2 separate regions of the Zea mays genome follow, and region 2 is linked to region 1. A link is a contact called in public HiChIP or PLAC-seq data. All regions are on one chromosome and are shown on one strand. The core of a region is the stretch at or near the end of the contact, and the rest is flanking DNA. Distances in the headings are between cores, read along the strand shown. Region 1 holds the start of LOC103629543 (photosystem II stability/assembly factor HCF136, chloroplastic). Region 2 holds the start of LOC100384849.

Evidence for each region. HiChIP or PLAC-seq counts read pairs in DNA pulled down with a chosen protein or histone mark.
Region 2: a contact with region 1 is called in an H3K4me3 HiChIP or PLAC-seq map of leaf, with 6 times the contacts expected there. The contact joins the promoter of LOC100384849 here to the promoter of LOC103629543 in region 1. A contact is called at or near these places in 11 of 25 Hi-C or Micro-C datasets (bundle sheath, ear, endosperm and 5 more) and 1 of 3 datasets of contacts at active chromatin or transcription factors (leaf).

What each region holds. Positions count from the first base shown.
Region 1 is chr6:91,355,022-91,361,365 of Zm-B73-REFERENCE-NAM-5.0, forward strand. LOC103629543 (photosystem II stability/assembly factor HCF136, chloroplastic) reads left to right here and starts at 3,426. Exons shown (of 6, transcript XM_008650635.3): 1 at 3,426-3,882; 2 at 3,979-4,214; 3 at 4,291-4,421; 4 at 4,519-4,849; 5 at 4,942-5,057; 6 at 5,143-5,480. The coding sequence starts at 3,579. The coding sequence ends at 5,209. It overlaps LOC100174970 (isopentenyl transferase), which reads right to left and starts at 2,246. Exons shown (of 1, transcript NM_001365581.1): 1 at 11-2,246. The coding sequence starts at 1,702. The coding sequence ends at 341.
Region 2 is chr6:91,590,344-91,596,687 of Zm-B73-REFERENCE-NAM-5.0, forward strand. LOC100384849 reads left to right here and starts at 3,247. Exons shown (of 9, transcript NM_001362565.1): 1 at 3,247-3,307; 2 at 3,408-3,460; 3 at 4,823-4,936; 4 at 5,038-5,081; 5 at 5,656-5,743; 6 at 5,831-6,344. The coding sequence starts at 4,835. It overlaps LOC103629544 (vesicle-associated protein 3-1), which reads right to left and starts at 2,023. Exons shown (of 8, transcript XM_020539802.3): 1 at 1,811-2,023; 2 at 1,454-1,524; 3 at 1,266-1,347; 4 at 1,064-1,179; 5 at 840-962; 6 at 4-463. The coding sequence starts at 1,868. The coding sequence ends at 293.

The sequences.
Region 1 (6,344 bases), core at 2,176-4,675:
ACTTCAAGATTAAGATATTACAAAATCAGGTACTACTATTTACGTAAAGCTCAAAGAGGGAGATGCCCAAAGAAGAAACCTGCCTTAAGAAAACAGGAACCGAGCTTCTTACAAAGCTCAAAATGGAGAGATGTCAAAGGAGAAACCTGACTTTTCGTTCCATTGTGGCACTTTGAAAAGGCATTTTCACTATGATAGAAAACAGAATAAAAACCTATAAACTAAATTCATGTGTTATTTGCGTCTTGATCTACTAAACTCCTGTCCTAATTGGTCAACACCAAAAAGCTAGACAATTTCCATGTTTGAAAAAAACATGATAAGGGAGTAGATCTATATTTCATTTGCTCTGTGTTCTCCTGATCCAATTCAAAACGTGAGAGCAGTCATCACCCCCAAGAAACACCCTGTTCATTGAGCGATAGGTTTTGAGATCACGGCTTTTGAGCACGCAATTTTCCCTTTTCATTTCAAGTGATTCAGGAACCATCCTTGCACTGCAGCCATGGTAAGCATCACAGACAAATTGAACAAGTGCCTCAAATGGTTTCGAGCCATCGACCCAGTGGTAAATCTTCTCATTGCGGAACCAGGTAAGTTGCCTCTTTGCGAAGTTCCTAGATGTCCTCTGAAACTTGGCAAGGAAGTCAAGGAACTCTTGTGGGGTGCTTTCGCCTCCGTTCTGCCTACAGTGCAGCAGGTACTCCATGGCTTGCTTGTAACCGATGGCACTACTTGCAGAGTTCATACGTGGCTGCAACCCGATATCAAGCAGCCATGAGGCTTCCGAAAGTAAGCCGCCTGTGTCAACCAGCATTTCTTCACACCTCAGATCAATTGACCGGTACAGTTCAATGCGTGGACTTGCGAGGAAAATGCAGAAGAAGTCATACTCCATCTCCCTGGCCTCGTAGTTTCCAGCGGATGAGGGAGCCTCAGTTAGGTCAGTGTCATGCTGTTCACAGAATGCATCGTACGGTAAGGCGAAGGCAGAAGGAGGGGAGCCTGATGACCTGATAATCTCGAGGCTGCGGCTCAATCTGTTCCAGTTATTGACAGACAAGTCCCGGGCTCTGGGGTCACCAGCCTGCACCACCAGCTCTACCGCTTCCTCCCACTGGCCGTTCTCCCGAAAATCAGCGAGCTCAGACCACACGGCCAAAGTGGACTCCATGGATGACTGTGGAACGTTCGGCTTGCCATAGATGTACCATCTCAGGTACAGCCCAGTCCCTCCTGCGATAACGGGCACGCAGCCTCTGTCAAGAACATCCTGCGTCGCCCTCCGGGCATCGCGGAAAAAGGCTCCAGCCGAGTAATCGTCGGACGTGTCCAGTATGTCGATCAAGTGATGCGGCACTAGGCTCATCTCCGCCGCGGACGGTTTGGCAGAACCAACGTCAAGGCCACGGTAGACTTGCACGGAGTCCGCACTGATGATCTCCCCTCCGAGCCTCCTGGCCACCTCCAGCGCCAGCCTGCTCTTTCCAGCACCAGTAGGACCAGAGATGACGATGACCGTGTCCTTCTTCTTATGATGAGTTGGTGGTGGCAGAGACGAGGCGGCCATCGTGGCGGCCTTGGTTGAGGCACAGAAAGATGGTAGAAGCCTGTGCTGTGACTGCAAGCACAGGATAGGCCAGCTCCTCCAGATGGCACGCCGCATCGCCCCCAGCTGCTGTGGCCTCATCTCGCCGGACATGATAAAGGAAGAGTATCTGCCAAAGACGCAGACAGAAATTCAGGGTAGGCTACGTGATTTGCTGAGATGAAAATGCTGCTTGACAGCGTTTGAAGTCCTGCAGGCATTTCATCATACACCTAGGTAGGACTCAGTCGAGAGCCATTGCTCCTGGCTTGGCTCGGAGTCATAGAGTGGTAGCCTTATTTAGCCATCGTTAGCAACAAGGAAGTGGTGAGTGTGAATGTGCAGGAAGAAGTACCCATGGAGAACTGTATGTGAATTCAAACGGAGGATGCGTACTTGTGGCTGTGGCTGCGGCGGCGAGCTCCGACAAGGTTGCTCTCGCAAGCTACAAGGAGGGGAGGAGTGGGGGAACGGAAGCCATTCCGCTTACCTTGAGCCAGCAACTTCCGGCCTCTCCTCCGTCCCACCGCCGGCGTGGCGTGGTGCGCCTCAGCGCCTGGCCGCCGCGCTTCCGAGGACGGCCAGGGAGCAGCCGTCGGCGCCTCGGGCGTTAGGCTATCCGCACTCATATAACTCTAAATTTCTACTCTAAAAGAAATATTCTGACCTAGTCAGCAAAATTTTTTACTCTATACTACAATTCTCCGCAGTCATATCTACTTCATATCTCAACTCTATACCAACTACCATATATTATATGATTTCTTTCTACCACGCTACCACACACGTACAGCCACATCGCCTCACGCTGTCAGCGCACAAGTTTCCATGACGGGAGGAGGGAGATTTGGAGTAGCTCTAGAAGTAGCGTTTTTCATGTCTTCCTTTAATTTAAGATGGGCGGTAAGGTGCAACGTTGCAGCAGATTTTTACGCACTCATACTACTCTAAATTCGTACTCTAAAAGAAATATTTTATCCTAGTCAGCAAGATTCTCTACTCTATACCACAATTCTTCGCGGTCATATTTACTCTATAATCCAACTCTATATCAACTATCATATATTATATTATTTTTTTCCACTTTATATTCTCTTGCTGCAAAAATCTGCTGCGCTGGCTACTTGCTCGCATGCTTTCCGTACAGCCGAACCGAGAGAAGGATGTTTGGAGTGAGAAGAGTAGGTACGCTGTAAATAGAGTTCCTCAGGGTCTCTCTACGTTTACAGTCCCGTGTGCAGTGCCCCGCTGCGGATGTTTTTTTAACTGTATGTCGGGTAGAGTTTGGTTTACAGCATGTCACTGCGGACAGCCTTAGCTACTGGGAAGGGATGGAGATTTTTCAGTCTATCCACTTGCATTTAGCCACTTGGCCCATGAAGCCCACAGCACGCTACTCAGAAATGACTCGGCCTATGAAGCCCACGGTACTCAAAAAAGAAAGAAGGGAAAAAGAAAAAAAACAAATATTTTACCTCCCTCGACTATAACAAAAAAACAGTTTTTCTCGTTTTTTTTCTTTTTATGTTTGGTTTGATTTAATCTTTAAAAATTACATTAAAACACAGGAAAATCATAAAATAAAAAATACTAAACTTCACATAAGTAGATATATACATTAAACATAGTATATGATATATTTTATTATACTTTTGTATAACTTTAGATTTATATTTTTTATAATTAATTCACAACTACCAAAATTTGATGTTTGATTTATATCTACATAAAATTAGATAAGTCATACATAATTCAATAAGAATACTTCGTATGGTTTTTAGTTTTTTTCTGCCCTACATGTTTATTTTTAACTAACTAAAGATGATGGACACTTTATGTGACAGCGTATGCTAACGGATCCGGCGGGCCCTGCAACGGCGCGGCAGCAGGATAAGAGGACGCGGCGCGCGCATCCACAAGCAGCGGAGGAGCCCGACCACGCCAGTGAGCCCGCCCGATTCGCCGTCGCGGCGGCCACGTTTCCCCTCCAATGGCCACCAGCTCCACCGCCTTGCTGCACCTTGTCATACCGGCCTCCCGCCGCCGCCGGCACTTGGTGCCTCGGGCCGCACACTCCGAGTCCGCCCCGCCCGCCGCCTCCGTCGACCGCCGCCGCTTCATCGCCCACACCGCCGCCGCGGCCGCCGTCTCCCCTCTCGTCTTGCCCCGCTGGACCCCCGCGGCTCGCGCGGACGAAGCGCCGGCGCTCTCCGAGTGGGAGCGCATCTTCCTGCCCATCGACTCCGGCGTCGTCCTCCTCGACATCGCCTTCGTCCCAGACGACCCCTCCCATGGTATGACGGCGCTCTTCATTAATTCTCCTGTCTCGGGAAGGGCAGGGCATGCTTCAAATGTAGGCTGACTGACTGACACGGACAGAGGTGATTCAGGTTTTCTCCTTGGAACAAGACAGACAATACTGGAGACGAAAGACGGCGGCAACACCTGGTTCCCTCGCTCCATCCCTTCCGCAGAGGACGAAGATTTCAACTACAGGTTCAACTCGGTAAGCTTCAAGGGCAGAGAGGGATGGATTATCGGCAAGCCTGCAATTCTACTGCACACCTCAGATGCTGGCGAGAGCTGGGAAAGAATACCCCTGAGTGCCCAACTTCCTGGGAACATGGTAATCGGGTTTTTTTCCCATCTTTGTTTGCATTCGATCGAACAAAGGCTTGCTTAATAATCCGAGATGTACTCAGGTTTACATAAAAGCTACTGGGGAGCAGAGCGCAGAGATGGTTACCGATGAGGGAGCAATCTATGTTACCTCTAACCGTGGATACAACTGGAAGGCTGCCGTGCAGGAGACCGTTTCAGCTACTCTGAACAGGTACTGCTCATCAGTTAGCAGTGCATAGACAGACATGAGACACCTCCTCTCCTCTCCTCTCCTCAAGTGCAATACCTTGTTCCTGTTTGTGATGCAGAACAGTTTCAAGTGGCATTAGCGGTGCAAGCTACTACACTGGGACTTTCAACACGGTGAACAGATCGGCCGACGGGCGCTACGTGGCTGTGTCCAGCCGAGGGAACTTCTATCTGACGTGGGAGCCCGGGCAGCCGTTCTGGCAACCCCACAACAGGGCGGTGGCACGGAGGATTCAGAACATGGGGTGGAGAGCGGACGGTGGACTTTGGCTGCTGGTGCGCGGTGGTGGCCTCTTCCTCAGCAGAGGAACCGGGATAACTGAAGATTTTGAGGAGGTGCAGGTGCAGAGCCGGGGGTTTGGGATCCTGGACGTGGGCTACCGCTCGCAGGTATAATAAATCTCCCTCCTTCTTGCCAATGCACCTCTCGATCTCTTTCTTCTTTGAATTCCTATGCACTGCATTGTACCGCACTCCTCCAGGAGGAGGCCTGGGCTGCTGGTGGCAGCGGCGTGCTGCTCAAGACCACAAACGGAGGGAAGAGCTGGATGCGCGACAAGGCTGCCGACAACATCGCCGCCAATCTCTACTCCGTCAAGTAACCATACTCTGCTGCTGCTGCTGCGCTCTCTTGCTTGTCACAAACACTTTGTACGTAATTGTGACGCTGGCTGCTGCCACAGGTTCCTTGATGACAGGAAAGGCTTCGTGCTGGGCAACGACGGCGTGTTGCTTCGGTATCTTGGCTGACATTCTATGTATATGTGTGTACAGCGAACGGCATGTGCTGCTGCTACTACTACTGTAAAAGGCTGCTTACTGTGCTTGCGTTCTCTCTTCTGCAACCCAAATTGAGTGTAAAGATGCATGTGCTGCTTGCTAGGAACTTGAAAACCTTGTATACCCGTATCTACTATCTATATATATGCTACCTTGTTGCAAACAACCCTCAAACCATTGAGAAGCTCTCCATTCTCAATGCCTGGGACAAATCATTCTACTCAATCTATTTGCATTTTTCTACGAAGACCCATATTAACAAAGGCCATCTTTCAGAGCCAATAAAATTCCCTGCATATTGCAATCTTGACTTATTTTCTAAATCTTCACTCAATCTTTCGGGGCACCAAAAAACACAAACTAGATGCTCTCGATCCAACAACAGTGGTGACCACGAACATAAGGGAGCACTTGAACCGTAGCTAGTTATTCGACGCTTGTCCTTCACCGCTCTCGGTCCATCAGCATGAACATATATGACCTTCATCTTTATCGTCAACCACAACACCCATATTTTATGCATGCACACCATAAGCCAAAAGACATGTTACACATGCTCATGTCCTGGTTAGTCCACCCGACCTAACCCCTAAGGCACTACTTCGCTGGCAATCACTCATCACAAACTCGAACCATATGTCACATCCCTTGATGAGTATATTGTCAACGTCACCACACAAACACAAAGAGCAAAAGAAAAAGAGGAATGAAAAACAAGAACTCTCTCGAATGATTAAAGAGCTAAACAAAAGCTAAAACAAGGTTATTTGAAATACATGTAGAACTCAAATGGTCAAAGTTAGGTCATGCCCCAAATAAATGTAAAATACCTTAAAGGTGTCCTCCACCTTGGGTGCCACCTTTGGAGGTCAACAAGGACGTCAAAACTAAGTGTGAGGCTCAATTTATATCAAGTTCAAGTACTACTTAAAATCTAGGATTAGCATGTAGATGTAGTAAGATAGGCGCCACAAACTAATACGAACTCCATTTTCTATGATCCACATATGGATGAAAAGATAGTTTCATAAGCTGACTGGTGGCTCTGGTTTGACATTAAAACTCTATTAGAGTCGATATGAATCAGCGAAACAAGGCAATGTCC
Region 2 (6,344 bases), core at 1,997-4,496, 240 kb after region 1:
TACCTGGAGCAATATAACCATATGAGAGCAATTGCAGACATACACTGTGATGCGCCATAGTAATACATTCAGTCACCAGGTAGCACCATTTTGCCAATTCCAGGTTTGGCAAAATTGATTGCTTCAAGTATTGATTGCTTCAAGTAGAATGCAATTAGATAAACTATCTAAGATAGGCTATCTGTAATTTCTGAATCTTCAAAAGTTTTCATCCAATGGCAAACAGATACCGAAATGAGCTCAAGTGATACATTTAGAGCAATGATTAATTCCTTCTACTTCTTTGCAATATTTAAGCAAATGGATTGCTGACGCTACAAATTTGGTCACTTTTGAGGTATGAGTATTTCAAGTGCAAAAGTACTACACCTAGGATCTTTAGTAGGTACAGCTTGACAATGTTTATATAAAAGAGGTTCACCTCAGAGATTATTTTTTCTGATTCTTTGGGTTCTTTTGTTTCTTGCAAAGAAAGAACCACTTTCACTTTTAGAAGGTGGATATTGGAGAGAATCACTTATCAGTGCAAAATGCCAAAATGTTATAGTCAGGCAGTAGCCCAACTGTTCGTTGGCACAGATCATAAAATACATGCTGTAATTATATAAGAGTAAATTCAAACACCTAAAAAAGATTTTGACATTGGTTGAAAACTGCAACTTTTGGTGCCTATTTTAAAAACCTATAGTTATTTTGACATCTTATTGCAGAAAAACTGCAAGTTAGGTTTCTGCAATATGCCCCAAAAGTTGAAGTTTTTGCAACCTAAGTGTAAATACTTGTAGGTTTTTTTAAATCTACTCCTTATATAACAATCAATACTAAACTCAAATTCTTACCTCTTGATAACTCAAACTGCCGAGATTACCATCCTCAAATCCCTCGCTTTGAGAGGACGATGGCGCTGTATAAACTACCTTCAACTTCACTTCATCCACTATATTGCCTGAATCTTTGGTAAACTACATAACCCATCATTAAGATTTTTTTTAGTGAACAGAAGGAGCAACCCCCTATAAAATGATAAAGAAAACTACCAATACACTAAAATGTGACTTATTACCATGTCTCCAGTGACTTCCTTCGACATGATCTCCTTGGCCATGATGGCGCTCTGCACAAGGAATTTGTCCTTGCAATGCATGTATGGTGGCGCGTCCCATTGCGCTTGCATTGTGACTGAAAATCCAACGATTCACGGTGGGTATAAGATGTGGAAATAAAGGGCAGCTATGCCATGACAATCATGCGAGCCACTAAATTACCAACAATGTCAGCTTTGGACCGGGGCACCACCATGCTATTGTTTGGCCGAACACAGTACTTTTTGGGGCTCGTTGTCTTGACCTACAGTCGGCGGCGTCGCACAAGCTCAGTCCACTACGGGTACGGCACCATTTTGTTTCGCGTGGCTTCTCCTGCCTAGGAATGCGCAGGAAAGGATTCGTTTTACCTTGAACGCGACCTGCTTGTCTGTCTTGTTCGTGAGTTGCAGCGTGCAGGAGATCTGCTTATTTAACTCGACTGCATGATTCAGAGAGGAGAGGAAATCAGGAAACGAATGAACAATACAGGACGGGACGACTGAGAACACATGTCGAAATGAAACCCTAGAAAGGATAAAAAGATGATGAACCCGAGAAACAGCCAGTAGAAGATTATCGAATGGGCGTTCGACAGAGCGCAATAAAATTTCCCCGAATAGCTAGCGAAGCTGTGTTCGCTATGGCGACTACTGAGAAATTTTCAAGGAAATCAATAGAATCCACGAGGAAGGAAAAAATAAATAGCAAAAATAAAATACGCATACATGGGAACCGGAGCTCGACGGGGTCGATCCCGAGCAGCTCCCCTGACTCGGTGCTCATCCTGGAACAAAAACTCCTGCGCAATCGAACGGGACGCAATCCGCGGTGGTGGTGGGAGCGACGAGGTGGGGATTCGGAATTTCGATGCCTACCCTCCCCTTCTCTCTCTCTCTCTCTCTCTCTCTCTCTCTCTCCGTGTGTGTGTGAGGCGTTGGTGACCATTGAGAGCACGGTAGGCGGCGGCTGGGAGGAGTTTTAGGGTTGGGGCGGGGGCTGGGTGGAGCAATGTTCGGTGCCTGTCGGGGGTGGAGACCGCACGACAAGCAGGGGCACCGGATCCGGGGAGGAGGGGCGGGGGTGCCGAGGCAGGCCGTCTCGAAGGAAGTAGAGCACGACGGCGTTGGCGGTTGAGGAGTTTTAGGGTTCGGGGCGGGTGAGGGCAGCGGGGCTTTGTTGGGCGACGCGCTCACGATGTCTGCGCGGGGGCGCCTGTCGCGGCGAGCACCACGAGGGGTGGGGAGGGGGCTCTGGCGACACGGGCAGATGCGGGCGGGGCACGGTGGAGGTGCGGCATTGATGGGAGGCACGACGCAGGGACTGGGGAAGGGGATGAAATTCTGTGGCGGGTCTCGGACGCGATGGTGGCGGACTAGCGGGGAGCGGGGGCACGATGATGCCGTGTGGACGCCCTCGGTGGAGTCATATGGTGTAGTAGAGATTATTTTTTACTTTAAAATCACTAGTACAATGGATGTGCGTTGCAACGGCATATAAGAACCATTATTACATTTTAATTTTTTTTGCCAAAAGGTCTAGAAAGGTACGAGTTAAAGCGCAACACAACTTTTTTTATAGCTCACTTGGTCACTTGTTCACCTTTACCTAGCGGAGTAGTACTATAAGGGAGCACTATGCTATGTGTGGCTTCATGCCGTGTTAGGATTAAATGGTTCTCACAACCCATCTGTGAGTAACGATCCACTAATAGAGAATTGAATTATTTTTACGGCATATATATAAGGTAACGACCTACGGGGTAGGGAGAAGGGATTAGATCTACATACTTTTGACGTAAGACCATCGTTGAAACTCGTGTTTTTATAATAGTAGAGAAAAGAAAAGAAAAAAATAACAATTTAACAATTAATAATGATTTGTTAAGTCAGTCTTGGCATCGACATAGTTAGTTTGAAGCCTGCAGCTATTCTATCCTATTCTATTCTATATTTTATTTTTAAACTTTTTGTACGAATGCCGTATAAATCTCTCCATTTTATCTGATTTTTTTATAAATCTCTCGTTTTAATTGCTTCTACTGTTTCTATATTATAGCAGTCGGGTTTAATCAACAGTCCCGTGTATCCCGTGTATCCGTATACTGTTTCTATAAGCGCAGGGAGGCGAAAGAGGATGGATAATTGGATCGGATAGCCGTCCCCTGGGTTCTGTCTGGGGAGCAGGAGCAGCAGTCGCCGAGAGCAACCCAAAGCAAGCTGCAGGTATTTGCTTTCGTCTGCGTCTTCGTCTTCGTCGTCTTGGTTGCCGAAAGGTCAGCCACTCATACATCGATTGATCCTTCCCTCATCCCCTCCCATCCAGTTCGTAAGAGGATCAGGGGCCGGCGCCGGAGGAGATCCCCCGCGCTATTTGGAGTAAGCAAACCAACCATCCCCACGAACTCATCACCACTCTTAACTGCAAGCGTGCGCTGTGTGACACCTGTTTTTAGCGCCGGCTTTTTCCGGAACCCGCCAGTTTAGCTGCCCCGTTTCGCCCACCGAATTCTTCATCATTTTTCTTTCTGTTGTTTCTGTTAGTTATTATTGCCCATAAAAAAGAGAGATGCAGATTAGATTGCATCCTAGTAGCACTGTAAATCTATTCCTCATCCTCTCTAGGGATTTCCGCCGTTTTCCTCCCCAATTTCTTTTCCGCTTGGACTCCGCAACCGCCTCCGGCGATCGCGACGAATCGCTTAGGTTCCCCTTTTACCTCTTCATCTCCACCGTTTTTCCTTTCCCTTTGCTTCCTCATCGGGTGGGGTGGGCTGGGCTGGGCTGGGGGTGCCCCTAAAATCAATCTGCGTAGCTTTACTTTTATATAGGATAGGATGCCCTGCTTATTATTACTAGTACCGAGCACCCAAAGCTCGGTTCAGGAGCGACAGCTGCGTCCACAGGTGTCCTGTCTAGTCTAGTAAGGCCCTGTTTGTTTCCACTTATAGATTATATAATCTAAATTATAATCTAGATTATATAATCTGGATTATTTGCTCTGGATTAAATAAGCTAGGTGCTGCTGTTTGTTAGCTCAGATTATTTAGACTTGGCTTATTATTCATATGCATATGAATACAACAATACCCTTGGCTGTTTTACTTGTCTGGTGGGTGAGAACGTCTATGGACAGATGGATGGTAATTGGAAGTAATTTTAATCAACTTGCCATGGGTAGTGGGTCTTTCATAAAAAATAAGCTGAAATAAGCACCTTTTGATGAGCTTATAGATTATCATAATCCCAAGTGCTAGATTATATAATCTTATCAGATAAGTTGCTTGTTTGTTTCCTCACTAGCTTATTTACATTGGATTATATAATCTATCTAGATTATAATCCCAAACAAACAGGGCCTAAGTATGGGACTGTGCATTGCATCATGGGCCTGCTGCTTGCTTGCACTTATGATGCTACTATGCTCTCAGAAAGCCTTATGGGAGCATGCCGATTTGTTCCAGCACACATGATATGATTTTTCCTGTATAAATGTGGTCTTTGTGGATTTTTCTTTTTTGGTTTATATAATGGATAAGGTTCTTGTGGAGTGCATTTACTTCCTGATTGCTGTTTTTGTGGCTTATATATTGATTTAAATGCATGGCAAGTCCACCTATACAAGATATTGCACTTCCATATATATATAAATCTAATTGACCAGGACCTGGTAAAAATACTTATGTTAAACCATCTCGGAATAACATAAGCGTATGGCTTAAAATCCTCATGTGGTTACAGGCTCCCCAAGAAATGCCGTGTGCACTAGAAGTGATTGATGCAAGGTTACAGAGCACATCACATATTCAGTGCAGCAGATCATTTGACCAAAACATTGGAAGACGCTTTTCAAAGGTATGCATTATCCGCTATATGAGCGAGGGTTCTCTTGTGCTTTCATGGCATAGATTCCCAAGCTTCGCCCGTACTCATTCGGCGCTTTGTATTCTCATCAGGGCCATCTGATACAAAAACCTGTTGCCATTTGTCCTGAGAACAGGTAATTGGCTGTTGCCACTTGCTTTAATTACCAACAATCAACGGTGGGCTTTGTGTATCTAGTCTGCTGCTGTTATGTATACTACGTAACAAGAAATTGTAAACGAAGTGAACAACTTATAATTGAATGAAGAGACAAAGGGTTGATCATCAGGAAAGATCTAGTTGATCTTACTGTTGCTGGCATGTGTAAAAAATGCTTAAGCTACCTATCCACACAACTAAACCTATCTGGAAGTTTGCTGCCCTTGTTTGACAACTGTGGAGGTTAAATCTTAATTTGCTACAAAGTTTCTTGCGCTTGGTTGCGCAACAGAAAGTGGTGGGATAACTAAAACACAACTGTACTGATTTTTTTCACTAAAAGGTCCAATCTAGTGTCACCAAATCCTTTCTGGATCTCTTGTTTGTTGCCTTATTATACGTGTCAATTAGTCTACCACTCTACCATCATTTTCATTATGAAGCATTTTCACAGTACAATGTCACCAACCAGCATACCCAAACACCTTGAATCCCATCTGTTCTTCCATTTTCTAGGAGAGCTACCTGTTTAATGTGTTTTTGTGTGGCAGTGACACCTCATCAACAATACTTCTGTTTCGGCACGATCCAGACTGGAAACAAGCACCATTCTTGTCTGACACTCAAGAGGTCAACAAGGTAATCTCTTTGTCATCAGGAGCTCTTGATACAGATTGCCTTGAGCTATTATCTGAACAGCCAAGAATACTGTTTTGCTTAGATCAGCCAAATGAAAAGAACATGCATGATCAGGTTGATTCTTCTAAACCAGTTTCCAATGGAAACACACATGGGGGAAGCACCTTTAGACAATCTCAGCAAAGGGAAAACGTTTGTAATTCATTGATGGCAGTTCCTCCCTGCCATGTAGTTGCAAAGAAGTACTCCAGGTCTGTTGCTACTGCTCTGAGTCTGGGATCTGATTCTGATATTTTGCACAACGGTGACAAGCTTCCAAAAAGGAATTCTAGAAAGAGAGGAAAACAGTGCAAGCGAACAATCCGCAAAAGGCTGAATTTGGCATCAGAAACCATTTTTGAAGAGAGTACTTATGGTGCTTCTCCTGCGGAGGTAGTTCCGACCAATTTACTGGTTGATAAGTTGTCAGAGACCACATCCTCTGCTAGCTCATTGGTTAAAACTGATGGTCGGTACAAGGAGGACCATGTGGAATGTGGTATTATGTTGAATTTAGCTACATTGGGAACTGATGAGATGGATGGTTCTGGATGTGCTGGTT